Regions from separate parts of the Gossypium arboreum genome. Here all the other regions are linked to region 2. A link is a contact called in public Hi-C data. All regions are on one chromosome and are shown on one strand. Each heading gives the region's core, a stretch centred on a gene start, on an enhancer-like site or on the middle of the called end of the contact. The rest is flanking DNA. Distances are from core to core; before and after follow the strand shown. Region 1 holds the start of LOC108471168 (probable Histone-lysine N-methyltransferase ATXR5). Region 2 holds the start of LOC108486521 (T-complex protein 1 subunit eta). Region 3 holds the start of LOC108486612 (cytochrome P450 CYP73A100-like).

Region 1 (3,616 bases), core at 1,067-3,566, 230 kb after region 2:
ATATGTTAATATCGAAATCATTCTGATGACATAGATCATATTTTATAGTTGCAACCACTCTCATGTCTAGCACTTAGCGAAGGTACAAATGCTCCAATCTGGAATCAATGAATCTGTTTCAACATGGAGTAAGCATCATTGCAAAATAAACATGCTAAAAGTGTATTGGAAAATATAGAACTTATAGGGGAAAGAATGATCGCAGAACACAAAAACATAAAAATCTTGTTCTGCTTGTTAAATGTTCATTCCTTTTTAAGGTTACCTAGGTAGGAATCTAATCCTCACTTTTTACCTAACTACATTAACATAAAATTCACTGACAAGAGCAAAATTGCAATTTTGTGTTGAATGTCAAAAGGTGAGAAGGAAGAAGGATTGAGATAGTTGCAAGAGCAGTCCCAATTAAATAAGATGGGGGGAAAAGGAGAACTTTGAGCAACTGAACTTTCTAAAAACATCTTTGAGGTATAAGCAATTATAAGAAATTGAAATGAACATATAAGCCACCAAGTCAATGAACCATTGGATAATTTTACTTGGAAACCAAAATGTAAAGGGAACTCAAGGTCCTATGATCCAAGGGAAATTTGTGGAAAAGACTGTAGGAAGTGCTGATAGATGATACCCTCCTAAAACGTTTTTCCTTGATCCATTATATATATACTTTATATATTTGCACTCTATAAGTAAAATCAATTAAACATGGTACAAGATAAAGTGGTGATATATTGCAACTAGGTGTGTCTGGCATTTAATAGCGAAGTAACATAATAAAACTAGGTGATATTTTACCCACCTTATTTCAATAAATAATCCCTATATGCAGAATAGATGCCTATCATGCGTTTTAATTCAGACAGACACGCAGGCACAAAGATTGTATGAGTTTCTCTCGCACAAAAGCATTCACCATGTCAAATTATAACTTAAATATGAAAAAACATCATAAAGTGGGGAGGGTGGGGGCAAAGAACTAATGAATCAAACTGTGGAAACAAGTGATCACAATTATGAATGTTTTTGAGGCTTTGTAGTATAAGACCAGTGAGCAATAGTGCACCACGTACAGCTTTAAATTAACAATTACAATTATTTTTCACCTCTTACAAGTAGCTTTGGTTACATTATAGAAATATCAACAAGATAAAACTAAGACGAATCAAATGTCAATAATCAATAACTAATACTAGAATAATAGTTTTAAGAGTTCTGCTTTTAACCAATTTCACATATTATATGAAGACAGGTTCAACATTCATCATTTTCAGCAATGTTTGCAGGTTCCAAATCAGCCCTACATTTTTTACCATTAATCTATTTTAAATCTCAGCAAATTTCTCCTTCCCTTAATTTTCATGATTATACTAATTTCCAATCTAAATTTTGCATGAATCCTGAAACAAGGTGAGAATTTTATGAATGCGCTTCAAATATAGTAGGCCATTCCCAAATCAACAGGAATTCAACACGAAACACTAAAAGGCCAAGATAAATATAACAGAAAATCGTAACAACAATTTTTTTACCTTGATTCAAATTGCATTTCTTTTTCCCATCACCACTCTTCTGAATCTTGAAGAAATCAATTATCCTTTTCTGCGAAAAAGCTAAAAAGGAAATAAAACACATTTATTATAAAAAAAAAAATTGAAAACAGAATGGAGAAAGAGGTCAACCAAACAAAATAAAAATAAAAAGGTAAGATAAAAAAGAAATCCCTACTTCTTACTCGCCTATGGCCAGAGCATTTGGGGCAAAGCCAGGATCCAATAGGAATACGAACCACGATTGGTCTAAGGCATCTCATGTGGAAGCCTTTATCGCATTTATCACAAAGGAGAAGCTCTCCGGGACGTTCACCGGAGCCACATTGTTCGCAGATGATGTCGCTGTAGTCAGCTCGCTCCACCACAGCGTATTTCGCACGCGCCATTATCTCAGACATTGGTCTCAGCTTCTTCGGCGGCGTGGAAGGAGACGGACGCCGTCGAGGTGCCTCGGTTCGGCGGCGGGAGCTGACAAGACGCCGAGCCCCCGCCATGATGGTGGCTGGAGCCATATTTGGAGTGATCGGTGGAAGTAATGGAAGTTTGGAGAATGGAAATGGAATTTGTGTGTTTCTGGTCTCGCGGGGAAATCACAAACGGAGAAGACAAAGAGAAGTTTGTTTTTTTAGTGCTAACGTGCGCCGCGTGAGCGCATGGGAATTCAACATGCGCATACAATCGAAGAGCCTGTTTTTTTTTCCCCTTTATTTTCTTTCCTTTTCTGGACAGAGTCAAACTTTTCATAGCGTACGGTTGCAACTTGCACGGTGTCAAAAGAAAAAACAAATTTTAATAAAAAAAATTTAAATAGTAAATGTGTTAGCATTTTTACCATTATTGTGTTTTCTTAAAAAAAAATTCAAAATAATATTTGTGTTTTGAAATAAAGAATAAAGAGTAAAAAAAAATTTATTCTTACTAATTTAGCACTCCTCTATCTGCTGTTTCTAGCAGGTTGTTGTGTTTTTAGATTTTCTTTGTTTTTAGTGATTCTTTATCGGTGGTTTTGTTGACGGTATTGATTTTGGTTTAAATTCTTCTTTTCATTTCTACATTTCGGTTGCTTTTGATTTTTTGAATTATGGAAAGAAAGTTGGCAAATCTATCATTGGATGATGAGGAAGACAAAATATTGCAGGCACAGATTGATCCTCATTCTGTATTTGTGGAAATTGATCTCTGTCTGGTTGGGTGTTTTCTAACGCCAAGTGTTATACATTTCCCAGCGTTGAGAAGTACAATGGAAATTTTATAGCATCAGAAAATGTTTTTATTCAATTTTTTTCATAAGATGGATCTAGAGAGAGTACTAAAGGGATCTCCGTGGACTTTTAATAACCATGTTTTGATGCTACATTGGCCGGAGAAGAAGGAAGATCCGCTAAAGGTGCCATTAATCTTTGCGTGTTTCTGGGTACAAATTCATGAAGTGCCGCCAAGTTTTTATATTGAGACTTTAGCACACCAAATTGAGGGTTTTCTTGGGAATTTTTTGGAGTTCGACGGCACCAATCTGGGAAAGGGTTTGTGTACTTATTTGCATGTAAGGGAACAATTGGATGTTAGGAGACCTTTGAAAATGAAGAATAAAGTTATGTTTTCAGTTGTGGCTTGTTCCTATGTTAGTTTTAAATACGAACGATTGACCCTATTTTGTTTTTTCTATGGGCGATTAGGGCACAGTGATTCTTTCTGTCAGGCTAAAATGGCACTAGGGTTTGATGTAGCTGAGATGGGTTGGGATTTATCATTGCGAGCCCAATCTAGAAGAGCCCTTGCATTAGCAGTGTATGGCTACGAAAAGATAGGAAAAGGGTAAAGAAGGGGAACATTTTTGTAGATTGTGACTTGGGTAGGCACATTAGTCCTATGTTAGGAGTAAATCTGGAAGGGGATCTGAATCTCGTATCTTGTTTTGATGCAGGTCATAAAAAATAAATGAATAGATGGATATGGAGCATGACTCGGAGGAGAGCATGGTTGAAAGGGGTGATGGGAAAAAGAGACCAGGAAGAGAGGGTGACAAATTTGTTGATGGGGATGAATTGGAATCTCTTGTTGTTAGG
Region 2 (3,629 bases), core at 175-2,674:
TACATACCTAAGATTTAGATGTATAATTTCATAAATTCAAAGATAATTTTGTAATATAGTTATTTCCAATATTTTTTCACTCTTTCAATTTGGTCCCTAAAACACTTGTTTTTAAAATTAACGGAGAATTGTCAATTGGATTTAATTGATTCTTTCAACAATGTTTCTAAAAAGATTCTAGAACTAAAATGTATTTCTAAGATTGTTGTTATATGTGTGTTCAAATACTAGATGTGAAATAATGATTTTGCCCTCACTACAATTTGAATGATTTATGTTAGTTAAAGCATGTAACTAAGTTTGTTTGTTTATTCATGATTATGTATGACCTAATTGCATGTTTATGACTTTCGTTATCGATCAGATAAGTAGGAAAAAATTATTTATGCGTGTAAATATTGTGATGTGTTTTGAGTCACCTCAGTGACTAATGTGACGTTTTAGATTCAGGTTAGATTGTCCCACCGGATTTGGGGCGCCACAATCTCTCGAAAAAAATCAAAGCAATTTAATCTCTGTCAATTTAGAAAGTGAGCAATTAAAGATAATTAATCATGACGTTAATTTTTTCCATCAATTGTACATGATTTTAAATAGTGTAATAACAAAAGTAACCATCAACGTTTATTCATTTCATCAATTTGGTCCTAATTTAACAATTTTATCCCGCAACATTTGTATAAATCTGTGAATGTTGAGGCTAAATTTGTTGTATTTTTAGAATTAAGTTCAAAATTCTAAATTTGTTATTATACGAAACAAATTTATGTACAATTGATGGAAGACATTTTCGACGTGATTAATTGTCCATACTTGCTCATTTCTGAAACTGACAAGGAATAAATTACTCCAAATTTTTTTGAGAGGCACTAATTTGATTAATTTTAAAATTGAGAGGGACTAGAAAAGTCTTTTTACCTAAAACAGGAAGGAACTATTTTACTCTCATCTAACATACAAAAATCAGTTTATCTTTTTTTAATAAATGGACTAAAAATATAAATTAAGATATAAATATAAGGCTTGATTTTGTGGTATTCTTTTACCGGAAGAGAGTCATTTGGAATTTTTGGGAAGAAGAAAGAAATGAGAAGAAGGACAAAAAGAAAAAAAGAAAAAGAAAAAAGAAGGAAATAATGTAATAAGGAAAGGAAGATGAAAGAATTTTAAGAACTTTTTAATTGCATATGACATGTGAAGTTATAATTGGTTCGAAAATTTTGTTCACGCATGTTAACTTTTTGAAGTTAATTGAGTAACCTAATATAATTTAGGTAAAAATGTATAATTTATATTTCAAGTCGTGGACTAAACCAAAATGGAAAGATATCCACTCATTCAAAAGAATTGAAAGGGTAGTTCTAGTAATTTCATAAATTCCGGGCCCAATGTGGAGTCCAATTTGAAATTAATTTCATTTCAGCCCTCCCATTCTCAAACTTACAACATAAACCCCTAGAATACCGAAGAAATACTTGCGAACAAAACCAGAACATTCTCCCTCACTCTCACGCTTTGCTCATTTCTTCCCCTAAAACCAGCAAGCAAAACCCTAGCAACAATGGCAGCCATGCTGGTAACTTTACACTCCTTCTCCCTCATTTCATACGTGCTTTTTGTTAGTATCTTGCATCTTCTTCTTTTTTTTTTTTGTGAACTGCTACTAATCTGTTTCTCTTTTTGTTTTCCCCTGTTCTCAGCAACCGCAAATCATTCTTTTAAAAGAAGGGACCGATACGTCCCAGGGCAAGGCGCAGCTAGTGAGCAACATAAACGCTTGCACCGCCGTCGCTGACGTGGTTAGAACAACCTTGGGTCCCAGGGGTATGGACAAGCTCATTCACGACGACAAGGGGAACGTCACCATTTCCAACGACGGGGCTACCATCATGAAGCTTCTCGATATTGTCCATCCCGCCGCAAAGATCCTCGTCGATATCGCCAAGTCTCAGGACTCCGAGGTCACCTTCTCCCTCCTTTCTATTTCTGGTTCCGGAACTTTTCTCAAATTTCAGTTAAAGTATGGTTTAATAGTTCCACGTTTTCCATTACCGAACTGAGATTTTAATTTTTTAGTCTGTTCGACGTAACTAATCTCGTAAATGAAATTGACGTTATCAAGATCCAGTATTTATTCATTGCATTTAGATGATTTAGAGAGCTTCTTTTTGGTGTGAGGTTTGCAGGTTGGTGATGGAACTACAACTGTTGTACTACTAGCAGGAGAGTTTTTAAAAGAGGCTAAGCCTTTTGTTGAGGATGGAGTCCACCCTCAAAATCTAATTCGGAGCTATCGAACTGCTTGCTATTTGGTGAGTTTGTGTGTTTTCCCCCTCTTATCATGGTTTAGATGTTGCTATGATCTTTATGCTTCTATTTTATGCTGCATGTTGTATTCAATGGACAGGCTATTGAGAAGATCAAAGAACTAGCTGTTAGCATAGAGGGCAAAAGTCTAGAAGAGAAGAAAAGCTTATTAGCTAAATGTGCTGCAACAACTCTCTCTTCGAAACTCATTGGCGGGGAAAAGGATTTCTTTGCATCAATGGTTGTGGATGCTGTTATCGCTATTGGCAATGATGATAGGTTGAATATGATTGGAATTAAGAAGGTAGACTCCTATTTTTGATGCCCCATTTTCAACCTTTTTAACCTATTCCTTTTTCTGATATTTGTACTGGATCTTCCAGAGAGTTCCCTATCCCATAAGTTAGACTATTATTTTCTATGTTTAGTTTTCAACCTTTTTAGCCTTTTTCCCCCTTTTCTGATATTTATGCTTTGATCTTTGAGGAAGGATCATATATTTTCTGATATCTGCAAAATGATACACTTTCAATCCAGTGCATGTTATATTGAACTATGTTACTGTTCTAGCTGAGTGTAGCACTAGACTGTTCTTTACACGTAGATTCTCATCCATTGATTTTTTACTATCATGTTAATCTAAGTTTTGCAGTGGTATCTTTAGGAAATGAGGCGGCATCAATTTTAGCCTATTCTTTTGGAGAACCTTGTATAAGGTCCAAAATCCGGGGAAGTTAACTTTTGGAGAAAAAAAAGTTAAAATTTGTGATAGCTTTTAGAACTGCACATTGGAAGGTAGCCTTCATATCAAAGGATAAGAAGGCTAGCTTGTAAAAATCCATATTACAATTAGGACACCATTTTATTTTAATGGGTTAATGTAACTTTTAGTCTGTGAACCTGGCAATTGGGTCCACTTTGGTACTGAACTTGGCAACTAGGTCCATTTTGGTCCTTGCACTTGGCAAATGTAAAAGTTTGATGATCATAGTGCCACATCATCAAACTTTTACATTTGCCAAGAGCAAGTACCAAAGTGGACCAAAAAAGATTGTACTAGTACCAAAGTGGACTTAATTACCAAGTTCAGGAACTAGAAGTTATATTAATCTATTTTGATTATGGCTAAAGTTATTGGGCTAGCTGATTCCCTATTTGTTTCAATTTTTGGAAGTTAATTTTGGGTATTCAATAATACTATAGTATATTCATAGGTGGGGCCAGCAGCAGAGTATCTGGTCCATGAATTTATTTAGCTAATGTCAAATTATGAATCCAATGTCGGGGGTAAGAGTCTGGCATTGCCTCTAAAATGAAATTCC
Region 3 (3,619 bases), core at 14-2,513, 140 kb before region 2:
CTTTGCTTCTTCAAGGTTCATGTGAGGGACCAACAATGGGATTGGGGTGTGCAACCTTAATGTCTCTTTCACTGTGGCCTGCAAGTAGGGCAGTTTATGGAGGTTGGATTCTTTCACAGCCTCTCCGTTGAGGACTCGGGAGATTTCTTGGCGGATCCTGTGCTGAACGTGGGGATGGTTCACCAGCTCAGCTATGGCCCACTCCATGGACCACAGTGTGGTTTCGATTGCTGCAACGTTGATGTTTTCAACAATGTAGAGCACATTTTCTTCGCTAATCTCTCCCTTCATTTGAGCATCTATAATGTGATCAATGGCACAGCTTATCTTGTGCTTGTCCCCCTCAGCAGCCATTATTTCCCTTCTTTTCTCAACATAATAGTTGTTGAAGAAGGCCAGCCTCCTGGTCTGCAAGTCCCTGCACTTGTTCAAGTACCCTCTCAATAAGGGTCGTAGCAATGGAATGAAGTCACCATAATTGTATTCAAAACTCTGAGCCAAGCGGCTTCTCTCCGAGTTGAACCTGGTTGCCTCAATGAACAAGGGGTCTTCCTGAGACTCAAACTTGGAATCAAACATCATCCTATACATGATATTATAAAGCATCAGCTGCAAACGTTTTCTGATAACAATCCCTTTGCTTTTCACATTCTCATCTTTCTTCAAATAATTAACCTCCAGATCCATTTCTTCTTCCCACATGTTACTGTAATTGTGCACAACTTTGTTGGTGAAAAATGGCAGTGTCATGATCCTGCCCATTTTGCGCCAATGATCACCGTAAACCGTAAACACCATGTCCTGTCCGTTGCCCGTGAAGATGTCGAAAACCACGTTGCGTGGCCTGGAACCGAACTCCACACCTTGTGTGTGCAACACCTGGATGGCTAGCTCAGCGTCTGAGACCACTACAAGGTTTTTAGAGCCGAGTTTTAGAAGGAAAACTGGACCGTAGGTTTGTTCCATAGAAGCTAGAAGGCGGTGATTAAGGTCATTCCCTACTTTGATTCCAATTTCCAAATATTGGAAACGGGAAAGGGCCTGGAGGAAGAGCAGTGGAAGACTTGAAAAAGAAGTAATAGATAATAGCAAGTGGCACAAGGTGAGTGAGAATTTTATGTAGAGCTGAGGGTACAATATTTTGGTGAGTGCAAGAATAAGTAGGGAGAGAGTTGTGACCAGAATTGGTTTGTTACAAGAATGATGCTGAGGCAGAGCCATGTTTAAAGATGGGAAGAAAGTGAGATGAACTGATGAGAAGGGCTTGGCAATGGGATACAAACTATATGCATATATATTCATACATGCATAAAATGTTAGTGGATGAAGTTTGGTAGGAGGTTTGGTGGGTGCCCAATGGTTTTGTAGAGAATCCATGGGCTCTATTTTTCAGAATCAAGGTAGAAAGGCAGGGAAGGGGTAGGGGATATTTTCAAAGTCAAGATTGTTTTTAGTTGGTTGGTGGAGGGAGGGCGTTCAACGTCATGTTCCTATATTATAAATTTATGAATCAACTAAAATAAGATTCTCCTTTAATCAAGCTGCGGATTTCATGTCTAAATGGAGGTGTTACTCGGGTTTTAATGTACAAGTGGTAACCAATTCTCCTGCTGGTAATTCTGCGCTTCTACTGTCTGATGCTGAAGGGGTCATGTTTGATAGGATTTAGTGCCTGAAACCGTCTTAGATTTTAACGTTCGGCCTCCTCTTTACTCCAAAACTTTCTGTCAAATTCTGCTATCTACACTTCACATAATTTATAAATTTAACATTTAATTTTATACTTTTTGAATTATGAATTAAATCTTATATTTTTCAATTTTTGTCCTGATCAAACAATACATTTAAATTTACTTGGTTAAATTCTGCTATTAAGTATTATACATAAAATTATAAATTTAATCCATATTCTTTAGATTATTCTTAGTCGTTATATTTTTAAATTTTAAAATTTTAATCTTAATGCAAACAGCAATCAATAAATCTATTAACTAAATTTTTTGTAAATAATATATAAAAATAACAAACTAACACATGTGACAATATGTTTAATTTATCAAATTTTGAAAATAATAAAATTTAATAAATTTAACAACTTTCTTTCAATGAAAACTAAAATTCTAAAACTCAAAATACAATAAAAATGACCAAATTAAAGTTCGGATATTAAATCCACAACTTATATAAATGACAGGATTTGACCTAACCTATTATTACTCCCATAGTCTCTTCTTTTCTGCTACAACCATTCTCTCCATGAAACAAAGATTCAACAAAGTCTTTACGGCATAAGTTCATAACGAAAATCTGATCAGACAAGTTTGAAGCTAGTTAGTTTTAATTCCACAAATTCAGATATAATTAAATATAATCGGTTTTTAGGACAAATGACACGGTGTTCCTAACTCAAACAACACTGAACATGACACTTGAACCAGGTTGGGGTTAATAGACTGTAAAATCGTGTACCAAAAAGTGACTGTAAAAACACTACTCCATGACCTATTTCCTTTTATTAAGAACCTTTTTCATTTCTTCAACCTTCTTCAGAAGGTTAGATATCATCTTATCCTGCAACACAATTTTAGCATCTTTCTCCTGCAGTTCTTGCTTCAATCGTTCTATCTCTTTTAAGTGATCATCAAGTTCACTGTTATCTTCCATAACATTCTCCGCGGTTTTCACATCTGTCTTCAGCTTTTTGGATTGAATCGATTTCTCCTTGCCCTCGAATGCTCTTTTATTCGACAAAACTTCACAGTGTGAATCTTCCTGTGCCATTTTACGGATGTATAAACTAGCAGTTGATCCATCGCCAAACTGAAAGCTAACAAGTTTCTGAGGTAGTCCATGTGAATCCTGAGACAAAAAAAAGGACCTACAGTTAGCACCTTATGAAAGACATAAAACAAGTTAATCTTATTAAGGCATTGAGAATCAAACATCTCCATTGCAATTAAAAACATCATAATTTTTAGTCATGGAATGAGAAATGATTATCGAAAAAGCATGAAGAAAATGCTATCATGAGAATGAAAAATGAGGAGTGTAGTAAAAGATACTTGCCTTTTCTTCATCGCCTTCCATATTTTCATATGCTTGGTTTGCTTCTTGAGGACTATTAAAGACAGCAATTGCAGAGTAATGGCGACCTTGAAGCTTTTTAGTTGGCTGCCGACAAACAAATTTCCATATTTGAAACTCAGCAACAATAAGTGAAGATGAAGTAGAAAGAGTTTCCAGGAAGAGAGCTTTTCGAAGACAATTCATTGACCAATTCTCTGAACTTTAAAACATCTGTAATACATGTATTTTGTAGAAAGACGATTCGCATTTTAAGGATAATATATTTACCTTAGAACAGAATACCTAAGAGATTTAATGATATAGAATATAGTTCACCTTTCAAGTGCCTCAGAAATGCAGTTCATCAGAGTATTCGAGAATAAACTTAATTTACCAGTAAATGTTCAATTCAATTATTGGGATTAATAATTATTTCATATAGAATATCTCAAAAGAAACCATTAGTCTCAACTTTTAAACATAAGACATGCAGCAATCCAAGGTAAAGAAAAGCTAAGCCAGGGATTTCTAAAGGGAAAACCAGATACAGGAA

Evidence for each region. A called contact is a pair of places that touch in the nucleus more often than the background predicts.
Region 1: a contact with region 2 is called in a Hi-C map of leaf, with 2.9 times the contacts expected there. The contact joins the promoter of LOC108471168 here to the promoter of LOC108486521 in region 2. A contact is called at or near these places in 2 of 5 Hi-C or Micro-C datasets (both in leaf).
Region 3: a Hi-C map of leaf shows a contact between it and region 2, with 2.5 times the contacts expected there. The contact joins the promoter of LOC108486612 here to the promoter of LOC108486521 in region 2. A contact is called at or near these places in 2 of 5 Hi-C or Micro-C datasets (both in leaf).

What each region holds. Positions count from the first base shown.
Region 1 is chr11:89,796,195-89,799,810 of ASM2569848v2, reverse strand. It overlaps LOC108471168 (probable Histone-lysine N-methyltransferase ATXR5), which reads right to left and starts at 2,316. Exons shown (of 6, transcript XM_053021024.1): 1 at 1,733-2,316; 2 at 1,530-1,599. The coding sequence starts at 2,062.
Region 2 is chr11:90,026,143-90,029,771 of ASM2569848v2, reverse strand. LOC108486521 (T-complex protein 1 subunit eta) reads left to right here and starts at 1,424. Exons shown (of 14, transcript XM_017790615.2): 1 at 1,424-1,576; 2 at 1,701-1,961; 3 at 2,187-2,312; 4 at 2,408-2,611. The coding sequence starts at 1,562.
Region 3 is chr11:90,169,872-90,173,490 of ASM2569848v2, reverse strand. LOC108486612 (cytochrome P450 CYP73A100-like) reads right to left here and starts at 1,263. Exons shown (of 3, transcript XM_053022035.1): 1 at 1,119-1,263; 2 at 1,010-1,116; 3 at 1-1,008. The coding sequence starts at 1,221. It overlaps LOC108486613 (small RNA degrading nuclease 3), which reads right to left. Exons shown (of 12, transcript XM_017790752.2): 11 at 3,067-3,171; 12 at 2,079-2,859. The coding sequence ends at 2,503.